Regions from separate parts of the Rattus norvegicus genome. Here region 2 is linked to region 1. Evidence: chromatin contacts called from public Hi-C data. All regions are on one chromosome and are shown on one strand. Each heading gives the region's core, a stretch centred on a gene start, on an enhancer-like site or on the middle of the called end of the contact. The rest is flanking DNA. Distances are from core to core; before and after follow the strand shown. Region 1 overlaps Smg6 (SMG6 nonsense mediated mRNA decay factor). Region 2 overlaps Smg6 (SMG6 nonsense mediated mRNA decay factor).

Evidence for each region. A called contact is a pair of places that touch in the nucleus more often than the background predicts.
Region 2: a contact with region 1 is called in a Hi-C map of liver, with 2.5 times the contacts expected there. The contact joins two enhancer-like sites. A contact is called at or near these places in 4 of 12 Hi-C or Micro-C datasets (Schwann cells, kidney, liver and 1 more).

The regions. Positions count from the first base shown.
Region 1 is chr10:60,339,499-60,345,667 of GRCr8, reverse strand. It overlaps Smg6 (SMG6 nonsense mediated mRNA decay factor), which reads right to left. Exons shown (of 19, transcript NM_001105808.1): 10 at 1,788-1,933. Among named protein-coding and RNA genes, the nearest start is that of Srr, 58 kb to the right of the region's middle. Within about 2 kb of position 3,472, at least 17 of the 93 cell types and tissues checked have an H3K27ac peak or open chromatin away from gene starts, as enhancers often do. A contact at or near this core is called in liver, where this site is marked.
Region 2 is chr10:60,399,538-60,405,706 of GRCr8, reverse strand. All of the region lies in intron 12 of Smg6 (SMG6 nonsense mediated mRNA decay factor), which reads right to left. Among named protein-coding and RNA genes, the nearest start is that of Hic1, 110 kb to the left of the region's middle. Within about 2 kb of position 2,951, at least 44 of the 93 cell types and tissues checked have an H3K27ac peak or open chromatin away from gene starts, as enhancers often do. A contact at or near this core is called in liver, where this site is marked.

The sequences.
Region 1 (6,169 bases), core at 2,223-4,722:
CTTTATGTAACAGCTACAAGAAAAAGACTCACTGGTGGTCTATGAAAAGTCTAGGGTATTCCTTTCCACACACCCAAAGGTATTGAAAACAGGTTCTTTACATTCATGCCTACAGAGATCATAGGTCATTTGTTGCTGAACTATGTGCCCCAACTCTCTAGCTCACACGGCAGTGGTGGCTTGGGTAGGAAAGCAGAAAATGAACACAGGGGCAACTGGAGGCCCTGCTTATAGAGCCCAGTGAGCAGACAGTGTTACTATGCAGTTCTGGCTAGCCAGGAACTCGATAAGTAGACCAAAATTAAAGGCGTGTGCCACCACACCCCGAGAGCTTCCTTCTTAGTAGCAAAATTTCCCTCCCTTTAGGACTGCACAGCCTCACTAGGGCAGTACTTTACACACTTTTTTATTTCCTTCTTCTTAGAAACCAGTGCTGTCCCTTAAGGCTCCCAGCCTTCTTGCAACCCCACTCAAACAGCCACCTTGGCAAAAACTGGCCAAACTGTGAAGGTTCCTACGTCTCTGGGTCTTGCCCACTGCTGAGCATTCTGGATGCTGTATAAGTCAACCTCATGGGGAGATGTCTTCCAGGATTAAGATGTGACTAAAAACCCGGGCAGACCAGCTAAGAAGCTTCTCAAGTCCCAGGAGAATCCCTATTTGTAGGGAAAGAGCAGCATGCTCAGACATTAGGGAAGTTCCCCACCAGCAGCAAGTTGAACATAGAACCTAATAGCGACAGGCAGGGAAGCAGATAGACTGCAGGTGAGAGGAGAAATTTCTGAGAAAAGGTACACACAAAGAGCCAATGGCACTGTCCAGAGACTTTACATCTGCTTTATGACACAGTCTCTATGGAGCAATTCCTACTTCCTGGCACTGCAGATAAGGATCTGACCAAACATGCTCTGTTGATGCTCTGGAATGACTCCTTGGCAACATGTTGTAAAGAAACACAAAATAATGTCACTCATACTGTATATTTCTATCAAGTCAAGCCATAGCAGCCTTACCTAAGTGAGGTAGAGGGAGGGGGAGGAATCCTAGTAACATCCTTCAAATATGACATGGTCATCAGAACATTTTAAAATCCTGCCAATCTGCCCTTCCCTCCTCGCCTCCCCGCCCCATACCAAAAAAAGTGTTCAGAAAAACACTTCAGAATGCATACCAGTACACTGGCCAAATTCTGGGCCTGGTGGTTTTGTGCTTCCAGATTTGAGTCACCAAAGCTCATCAATTCTCTGTTCTTACTCTCTGGCAGGGTCCCATAAGGGATATCCCACAGGGAACTAGACTTTTCCATATTGAACAAACAGGGTACACAAGTCCAGAAACAGCAATTCCCAATCCCTGCCAAGCATACGGTCTCCGGAATGAAACATTTCAGCAATGCCTCTCTCTTGGGAGAAGTCCTGGGTATGCAGCCTCTAAGAGGCCTTGCTGCTGCCATTAGCATAGCCAGATGTGCAACAGCATCTCTGGATTTTTAAATTAAACTTTATACTTATAAACCTCTCCTAAGCACTACAGAGTCTTGCAGAATTTAGAGACTAAAATAAAGATCTAAGAAGCAGCAGAAGGGAGAAGTGTGTGTGTGTGTGTGTGTGTGTGTGTGTGTGTGTGTGTGTGTGTGTGAGAGAGAGAGAGAGAGAGATCTGTCTGCATGTCTGTGTTTCTGTTTTTCTGTGTATGTCTGTGTATGTGGAGATGGGATTAGTGATAAGGTAGCAGAGAAAAGATATGAAATCACCTCTGTCTAGATGGAAGAACTGGATTTCCCTTACCTTTCAACTGGGAATTATGTACAGCAAACATGTTGATGGTCATGAGCTGCAGCATACGAGTGCTTCCAATAGGAGATGGGCTGTGCTGCAGCAATACTTGGAACTCCTTAAGGACCTTCTCAGCCACTGCAGGGAATGTCTCCATCCTACAAATGCAGGGATCCCATTATTGAGGCACACCCTTAAAAGCACTCAGAAGAACAATTTCCCTCTCCCAAGCACACAACTAACACCAAGGAATTTCCTTTGCTACCTACCCCACAGTTTTGCACATATAGAAGAAAAAAAGAACAAAGTACTCAAAGTTTGGGGACGGAAACAACTCAATTACTGGATAAACAGCTATAAGTCATTACATTTTGGCAGGCTATTTCTTAACCTCACATATTAAATAGATTCAAACTGACAAGAGTTTCTGTTTGAAATGGGTTTTCTAAACAGTGAACCTATTTCCTTTAAACTCTTAACACCTACACCATCCCTAAGTCTCCATTATGAAAACTGTGCCCTGTGAAAAGGATCTAATCACACAAAAGATTCTTTTCTTTTTTTTAAAGACTTATTTATTTATGTGAGTACACTGTCACTATCTTCAGACACACCAGAAGAGGGCATCAGTTCCCATTACAGATGGTTGTAAGCTGCCATGGGTTGCTGGGAATTGAACTCAGGACCTCTGGAAGAGCGGTCAGTGCCCTTAACCACTGAGCTATCTCTCCAGCCCAAAAGATTTTTTAAAGAATTACCTCAGAAACAAGACATGGTGGACCATGCCTGTAAACCCAGCACTTGAATAGTTGAGGCAAGAGAATCTCAAGTTCAAAGTCAGACAAGAACACACAGCAATAGCTTGTCTAAAATTTAAGAATAAAAAGGAGGAAAAGGCAAGAGCATTGCTCTGCCTTCTTAGTCACTATCACACTCACTCCCACCCTCAGGTCCCAAACTGTCCCTTGAAGGAACCCAAACCTAGGGCTCCCAAGGGTCTGTTCCCAGCCTTCCTGTGCTGCTATCCTCCCTCTCACAAGCCTCTGTTCATCAGGTCTGTATGTTTCAGTCCAGTGGAAATACAATGCCCTGGCCAACTGCCACTCCCAATACAGGAAGAGCCTGTAATGTAGGGAGGCAGAAATCCAGCCAGTGACCTAGGGCTTCTAAGGAGAGGTCATTCAAACCAGTGCTTGCCAAATGTGGCCACTGGATCCTAAACAGTGGTGCATGCCTGGAGCTCCTTTGGCAACAAGGAGTAAACCACAGCTGAAATCCTCTGAAATAAAAAGCAAACTCAAACTTGGTGCTAGAGAGAGAAACCAGGCACACAAGCCTTAGGGCTATGCTGAACAATTCGTGGTCAGCAAAGTATCTTTTCCACCCCCACCCCCACCCCATCAAATTGCTTGTGGTACTCTGAGGGGTGCAGTGGGGAACAGCTCTAGGTTGGATTAATAAATAGCTTCTGGAAAGCCAAGGCAGATCATCCTTCTGAAATCCTGGAAAAAGGTGGTGTGAGTTTTGCCCCAACCTTAGTCTTTTCATTGAATAGCATCCTTCCCTGATAAGAAAACCCCAGACTTTATCAATTTTTGGCAATCTTCATACCTTTCCTTTGGATGGCAACTTGTACTGCTGACCCTCTGGTGCCCAGAAGTCATTCCACAGCTATGAGTCAATCACAGTTTACTCCAGTCCGCCTCTGCTCAACTGTTCTCATTTTCACTGGCACAAAACATGCCATGCGTTTACTTCCTGCACCCCCATGCCATTTTAAGTGCCTGCCCCAAATCAAAACAAAGCAAAACAAAACAAAGCAAAAACTGTTTCCCTCTAAAAAACTTCAGAGCTGCTTTAGCTCTTGATAGACTAGGAATGGCAGGGAGTGATGTTTGTGGCTGGATTGGATCCATTTTTCCCCATGGGCTATAACAAAGGTTTCATTTTAAATCCTGACACTGTGCAGCACTCTCTCAATGGAGGTGGGGAGGGGGCTAGTACTTCTCATTACAAGAAGAGCAGAGTTCACTCAGTAAGAAAAGCAGCCACGCTGGGCTAGTTTCAGGGCCATGTGTCTCTGTGTTGAAAGGAAGTAGAGCGCCAGCACAGAATGACAGGACAGAAGTGTCACATGGGACATGTGTCTGAGGAAGCCTCTTCCCTGGGGTAGGAACTGAAACAGATCCATTAACACTCCGTGGTCAGACTAAAGTCTCAAACGAGTACAAGTCAAATGTTCACATTCTTTTTTTCCGAAACGTAAAACAACTCCCCAAAAACCTTCCTTTGATTAGCACAACATAATTAAAGAATCAATGGTTAAGAACGTAGATTAGTTCCATACATCAAATATAAGAAAATATGACTCATTCCCAGAACCAAGGAAGCATTCTGTGAGTTTGAGGCTGGTCTTACTACAGAGCAAGTTCTAGCCCAGCCAAGGCTACTGAAGAGACCCTGTCTTAAAAACAGAAACTGAGAATCTGTTGGGTGGCTGTGGAGGAGAGTTACTCTGACAAAATGAAGTGTTGTTAAGCAACAAATGGGAAAAATCACCTTGCCAGAGGCAGGAAGATCTCTGAGTTCAAGGCCAGTTTGGTCTACGTAGTGTTTTCCAGGACAGCCAGGACTATAAGAGAGAGACCCTGTCTCAAAACAAACAAACAAACAAAACCCACAACAAACAAAAAGTCATCTTTCCAGGATTCAATAATGAATACAAATCTGTTTCAAAAAATTTGTAACCAAAATTCTTTCTGATTTTGGTTTGAAACTATAAGTAGTTTCATGTATTTTTCTTTGAGAAATATCTTTATGCCTTACCTACATATTACAAAAAATTTATAATAAAACTAACATAATGATGGTATATAATTTACATATATTTTGAGTGCACTGTCTGTGTACAAGCACACACAAATGCAAAACCCGGACTTGTACATGATGGCATATGCCTGAAATGTTAGCAATGAGAAGGCCAGGCAGGAGGATAGTTGAATTTGAGGCTAGCCTGGGATATTACATAGTGAGACTCTATCTTGAAACAAAATAAACAATAAACAGAAATGGAGGGCACCCACAAAATTATGTTTTTACAAATGCCTGTATAACCACGCGAACAGGCATAGAAGGACATGTCTAACGTGCTCTCTTTGGAGGGCGCAGGATGGAGATGGGGATGAGGGGGGCAGAGTGGAGCCGTAGCTATAGCCTTAACCTGAGCTATAGCTTTGGAGTTTGTAAGAGTTTCTGATGTTACCTCTGAAATAATTAAGAATTTAAGATGAGAAGAAAGAACAGGAGCAACAACAATAAAGGGGGAAAAGGAAGGAAACAGAAAGTGTCAGAAGCACCTCACCGGCAGACACTGCAGGGACAGTGTGTTGGCATCCAGCCCCTGGGAACTTGAGAAACTGAGACTGGAGGACTGTTGCGAATTCAAGGCCAGTCTGGGCTAGCTATGGAGTTCAAGAACAGCTGGACTACAGCATGAGACAAATAAATAATGAACAAAACAAACAACCGAAACCATCAGAAAGCACCTCCTCCATCAGTGCTGCCTGTAAAGGGACCACTGACTTCATACTCACATGAGAGAAACCACAACACACATCCAGTGAATAACTGTAAAGCAGTTTAACGTGATACTCTCATGCACACACACAGATGACCCTAAAATATACACTAAGCATTAAAGGTAATATGAGGAAGTTAGTTGGGCATAGTAGCTTTAATCTTAGATCTGCCTTGGAAAGCAGAGGCAGGCAGATCTCTGTGAGCTCAAGACCAGACTGTTTTACACCATGATTTCCAGGACAGCCAGAACTACAAAGTGACACAAACAAACAAACAAAAAACAATGAATATGAGTAACTACATTGTAAAATATAAAAAAAATTCCTCTATCATGAAGACTTCTGAGTTTGGTATTTAAAGACATTTAGTAATTTTACAAATTATAAAGTACAAATCCTGACTTTTAAAGAACTCAAATCTAAAATACACACATAGGTCTTTACATTCCAAGGCCATGAAGCTGTGCAAATGGCGTGCTGAGGCAAGCGAGCACACACTCCAGTGGTGACGTTAACCAAGGCAGGAAGAGGAAGCAGATTATTCTAGCTGTCGGAATTCAAGAGTCCACACTACCAGTCTCCTGCTTCTGATCTCTCTCAAGAGGCCAAGTACAGGTCTGAGCCATCTATCAGAAGCCTTCAGGCAACCCTGACTGTTTCCTCTTCTAGAGTCCAAGAGGACTCAGCTCCTATTCTTTCAAATCTAAGACCAAGCATTTTTACAGCACACACTTCACTGACTTACATGGCTTACTTGTGATCTCTAGAGACAACTTGTCTTGTTGGGACAGCAATTTCATGAGACCAATCTTTCAG
Region 2 (6,169 bases), core at 1,702-4,201, 61 kb before region 1:
TCAATAAATTTATGGCTCCTAGAATGGTGGCAGTGGAGTCTCTCAGAAGGAGTGAGATTAGTGTTCAGGAATCAGCAGTTGCAAAGTGACCCACTAGCCCAACCTCAGAGAACACACCACACAGCAGGAAAGCAGATCCCTGGCAGTAGTCTGAATGCCAGATCCTAGCCTGAGACAGACCAGCAATGACTAGTTAGAGGCATGCACTCAGTACCAAGGTTCACTACAGACATGCATTCACTTACTCCACCAGCAAGAGGGAAAAAAAAAAAGAGTTAATTTACTTTTTATTGCCTCAGAATTCCAAGGTTTAATGTAGCTGTCAGTTTGAGTGCAGTGCAGCTGCTGGCCGATACAATACAGCCCAGGCCAGCCCAGGTGACTGGGGAAACACATTTCACAGAAATGAACCAACACACACTCTTGGCTGGTTGTTTGGAGGATATTGACTTGGGGAATCAGATTAACCCTTCAGGCTGGGGTTAGTTCTGCAAATAACATTAGAAAGCTCTTCAGTCCAGGGAACTGAGAAGCTTGTTCTCAGGTGAGCCCACAGTTTTTTGTGTTTCTATAGTTCTCTCAGAGGTGATGCTATACAATTATGTGCCCTGCAAGATTGAGGTGTGGAACATATGAGGCATGGTATACCACAGCCATCATCTCGTCTGAAATGCAGGAAGAGAACCAGGTCTGCTATCTGCCACAGCTTCAACAGACTGGACTAAGGAAGGGCAACAGGTTGGAATGGTCTGACCAGGGCTCAGTCTGTCTTTCTAGAAAGACCAAGGAAGAATTAGCATTCACACACTTCTTCATATTTTTACTGGAGGAATAGGCTGACTGGTGATTAATATCAAGTACAATGACCCCATGTTACAAGCCTGCAGGGGCCTGTGGAGGTGGCCATTTCCTGTGTAATACCAGCTTGTTTAAACACTAACATTCAAACTCCACAGCTGCAGAACAAACCCGGAAAGAGTTGAGTGAGAAGAAGCCCTGCATTGTGTTTCAGAGCTGTGGAAGATCAGAGAGGTAGTGCGGATGGGAAACAAGTTGGGTTTTGGGTTCCTGGGGTGAAGAAATCTGGAAACAGCTAAGGTGGTATAGAAAGTAGGTACAAGGAAGCTAAAAGTCCATTGAGCACAAACTCACGGGAAAGGCAGAAAACTGGCAAGCAAATGCTCAAAGACATACATCATCTGCTTTAAGAAATGTATTTCCCTTTGGGAGCCCAACTCTCTGGATCAACAGACAACAATAAGTCCCTGGTTGCCCTGGAATACTTCTTACTCAACGGTAGAAAAATGGCAGGGTATAAGCAGCTAGTCGCAGAAATGATCTAAACCTAGTAAGTCTAGTGGTGCTACGAGAATAATATTTGGGCATAAGATGCTACTAAGTTCTGGAACTTCAGTGCTAGAAACTGTAGTAGGCTATAAGGGTGGAGACGCATCTCTCTCACTGAGATACAGGAACCACAAAATTTGTTTTAGATGTTGCTACAAAGCAAAGAGATCACTCACTATTCTAGGAGGTAAGACAAGCACAACAAGATAACTTGTTTTACTAATAAGAGATGCCTACTAGGTAACCTATTTGAAGATTATCCCTTTAACAACCATAATTCATATAAAAGCCAGTCAACTGGGTCCTTTGAGAAAGTGCTCAGCCCCAAATCAGTTCTGTCCAGCAGAGCAGACCAGACTCTGAAGCTGTGCTACAGCAAGGACAGTAAGTTTTTCCATGTTGCTAGGCAGTGTAGCAAGAGCCCTACAGTCAGGAACAGATCACTGTAATCTCTTTGTAGGACTTCTCAGGTACCAAAGTATTACTCCTATGTCATCTCCCCAAACTCACTCTAGGTCATAGCCTTATTTTATTTCAGTTCTCTCAAGTCATTCTTGTAGGTATAGCCTCTGTAACATCACTATGGTGTGTTAAACCCATCAGCACTGGGTTTGGGAAAAACAGCCCCTAGGGGATTCTGACATCTCCATGGCCTGAGCAGAGGAGCCCTTGGCGGCCTCCCTGGTGCGGATTCTCACGGTTCCTGCCTCTCCAAACTTTTAGCTGTAACCACTCCAACACGTCCTCTCAGTTTAGCATATACTGGACCCAAATAACCTTAGCCCAGTGCTGGAAAGTCTCTCCCTGGGGTCAGCTGTTGTACCCTGCAAGGTCAGACTAAAGCCTTAGACCAACACCCCTTTCTTTCACAAGGAATCCTGTGGGAGGAGTGGGGAGAAGACAAAGGCTCTTGCCATGGGAGAGATCATGTGTGCCCCACGCTCAGCACTTGGAGGAAGAGGAACCCCTTGGTGCCAGGCTGCAGTGCTGACGCCCCAAACTGGAGCCAGGGAGACTGGGTGGGGAGCCAGGGTAGCACAGGGGCTTCCCACAGTCACTAGCACTTCCTTCAGGGAAGTGCTGATGGACTATTACTTGGTGACCTCCTAAAATGCTCTTTGGGAAGACGTATTAAGCGTCCTTGAAAGGCTGCTGATTAGATTTGGGATTAGTTCTCGTTCAAAGTTGCCTATGAGGGTGCATGAACTAGCTGTTTCTTTAAGTCAAGAATTCCTATCTCATCTACAAGGCCAACATATGTGAGCTCCCTGAGGACACGCCCCTTTTCTCTCTGATGAGGGAGCCTTGGAAGGCTCCCTAGAAGTTTTTTCAAGAATGATCTTCAGACTATATAGGACAAGCAATGGAAAAGCAGCAAGTCCAGGAATTTCTAGATTAAAAAAAAAAAAAAAAAAAAAAAAAACAGTACTCCAATCCAACAGTGTGATAAATGCATCCGAGCTACAATTAGGAAGATATATAGCGTCAGAATGCGAAGGTCTGGGCAGCCTGGTGAAACGCGGGCTCTCCAGAGCCCCAGCTATGTTTCCCATTATGTAACCCTGGTCATGGGCAGACAGCCAGACTCCAAATGAAAAAGAGACTCTGGCTTGGCACTGGTTCTATTTTCCTATCCTCATTCGGGGTCAGCACAGTGTCATACAGCTGCAGAGAAAGCTCTGGGGATTAAACCTGGGAAAGCCTCCAAGACCAGGACCTGGGTTCAAGTACCAGCTGAAAGCAATAAACCAACTGCCACAGCTGGGCTGGTTTGGATGTTCTCAGAGTCCCCTGACTCTTTCACTTACTGAGAACCAGAGATCAAGATGAGGGAAGATTTGGCTTCGGCAGAGACTGTGAAATGAGGTAGGTTGTCCCACTGCCCTGGCTCTGCCCAAGGTCCTGGGATACAAGGAGTTCCTGTGTCTGGGTTCACGGAAGACTGCTGTTCAGCTTTTCTTCATCGGCTAACATTAACACCTTTCCTCATGGCCACTTGGTGAAGTAGAAAGCAGCTGCTTGCTTTTCCTGCTTCAAAAAAAGCCCTGGTGTAGAAGAGCTAAGAAACTGTGCTAGTTGATAGTCATGTAGGTGGTCCCTCCAAACGCTGACGTCTGTTCTGAAATGACCAAACCCTTCTATACTGCCTTTTACAGTGGACAAGGAAGCCACTTGCCACAGCCCACTACAATACCCTTGCACCAAAAATCTCCTGGGACACGAAGCCATTCTACCAAATCTCCTAACAGAGCCAAGTGACATCTCCTTACCTACATGCTGACTCCAGACCCACTAAATGCCACTGGGGAGGAGCAAGTATCTCTGCAAGCCTTACCTTATCAGCCCTTCGAGAGCAATGAGGTCACCTTCAGCCCAAGTGCTTCATGTGTGCCTGCCTAAGAACAGTAGATCTGCCTAGAAAGGATAGAAACACAGGCAAAGAGGGGAGAACCAAGAAAACTAATGATGAACTTTGGAATCCCTCACGACAGTGAAGGATTGTGTGCTATGACTCTCTAACCATCCAAGGAGAGAAAACACAAAAGAAGGGGTAGAGATGAAGAAGGGTCCTAGAGGAAATACAAGAGAAAAGTATATTATCTAGCCACCTTATCTTAAGATCAGAGAAATCTGTCTTTGCAAAGAAGAAATGCAGGCAAAGACTAATGAAAGCACACAAAGGGGCCGGCAATAAGTGGAAGCCATTTCCTTCTTACTCCCTGGAGAGCATTCCTAAATCCTTCAAAATGAAGATCTGTAAGAAGGATCTTTCTAGTGTCAGGGGTGTTATGGTTTTGACCTCTATAGGACTGGTTAGGTTATGTCATTCCCTATGGCCTCCCTATGGCATGGCTGGTGACTCACACCTGTAATACCACTACTTCAAGGTTAGGCAGGATTGCCACAAATCTGAAGCCGGCCTGGACTACAAAGTGAGTTCCAGGTCAGCCTAGGTTATAGAGTAAAACCTTGTCTCAATAACCAAAGGTGTCCATAGATTGGATGGTTGACTATAAGACACAAGTTTGAAAGGGACAGAGCCACCAAAGCTTACCAATGATCTCAAGCATGGTATTTACTGGGAGTACCCAAGTAGCCAGTTATAGGAAAAAACTAGAAAAGAGGAAAAGTAAAACTCTAAATCCACCTTTCTAATGCTTAGATCTTAAAGCTAGAAAATGGAGCCACCCCTAGTGTTAGTCACACCAGGTTTGCTCTGGTGAACTTAGTCCTTATATGACCATGCCTTGGGGTCAGCCCCAAGGACAGCAACTGCTGCTTGACACTTAAACTTGCATTCCGGAGATAGTCAGCTGCTGATCATGATGAGGGGGAGGCGAGGGAAGGGAGGGGAAGTCGAGGAAGGGAGAACACAAGAACAAGGGAACCTAAATCCTGACTGTATGACATATCTCCTACCTGGATTCACACCTGTGAACATCTTAGGCTACAAAAACTTGTTTACTGGGAAAGCAAATTCGATATAGTAATGGGTCAAATTTGGTTTTTTTTTTAGTCTGAAAAAATGAAGCAAGCAGGATTCATGTGTCCCAACCCCTTCTAGTTCTACTGGCGTTTGCTTAGACCACGTGACCAGCTACAAATTGAGCCCTTGTCCAAAGATGGGCACATAGAGCCAGCAATAGATCATTTGCTCCAACATCCAGAGGAGAAACAGGCTCAGCACCTCAAGCAAATGAAGCCCAGTATTTCCTGTATAAACTCTGCATTTCTAGAGTCAAACAAAAGCTAAAGGGAAGAAGAGGAGGAGGAGGAGGAGGAGGAAGAAGAGGAAGAGGAGGAAGAAGAAGATGAGGAGGAGGAGGAGAGGAGGGAAAGATGAAGGGAGAAGAGCTATAGAAGGATTAACAACCTGATGGGCCAGGATAGGTGGATCAGAGCTAAGGGGCCTATGGATGTGGGCTAAGGTGACCCAGAAAGACTCGAGCTCTGGGGGCAGATGTCTGCTTCCCTGTCCCTGTAAGAAGAAAAGACTCCTCAGGGGCCCTTCACACATCAGAAGCAGTGGTGTAGATACTTAGAAAGTTTCCTAGCTATTTTCCCCCCAAATTGCAAATTGCCTCACCCGAATTACAGATTAATAGCCTAAAAATTTGAGACTGTACAGGCTAACTCTTCAGGGATCACTGCTGGGAAACAGCTGCCCCTGGCCAGCAGGTCTGTTAGTTCTTTTGTGAGGCTCCAGCTGCCCAACTCAGGGTTCAACCCTGCTCATGAGACTTCCAGTCTGGAACACATTTTGGAAACCTAGGAAGGCTCACAGGAAGTATGTGAGCTGTCTGATGCTGGGAGCACTGTCCACACAGTTACAAAGCTAAAGCTAGGGAGGAACCAGAGAAAGCAGGAGTCCAGGGGTGCCTCTTGGGGTGAGGTACAAGGAAACAATTTAGAAGGAAAGTAGGCGAAGAGTCAAGACTACACAGCCCACACAGAGAGTTCAGTAACTACTGACCAGAAATCTCTGCTGCAGCCTTCCCTCTGTGGGTCACCCATGAGTCTAGGAGATATACATGCCTGGCAGCCAACCCAGACAAACTCCCCTCCTCATTCCCCAGCAGCAGCCAAGGTGTCCATGCTCTACCCACTAGTGTTTCCTTCTACCAGAGAAGAGCTGTGGGCATGAATGCTGAAAAATACTAGGTACCTATGCTTGTTCCAAAACACAAATCACACAGCTACATAGTACCCAGAGTCCAAAGCAGCTTTCACTGCATATACCTATGGGAAGAAAAAAGTCAGAGACTGAGTGGTAGGTAGATCAGAGAGAAAATCAGACATGAAGAAAGATCCAGAGAGAGTG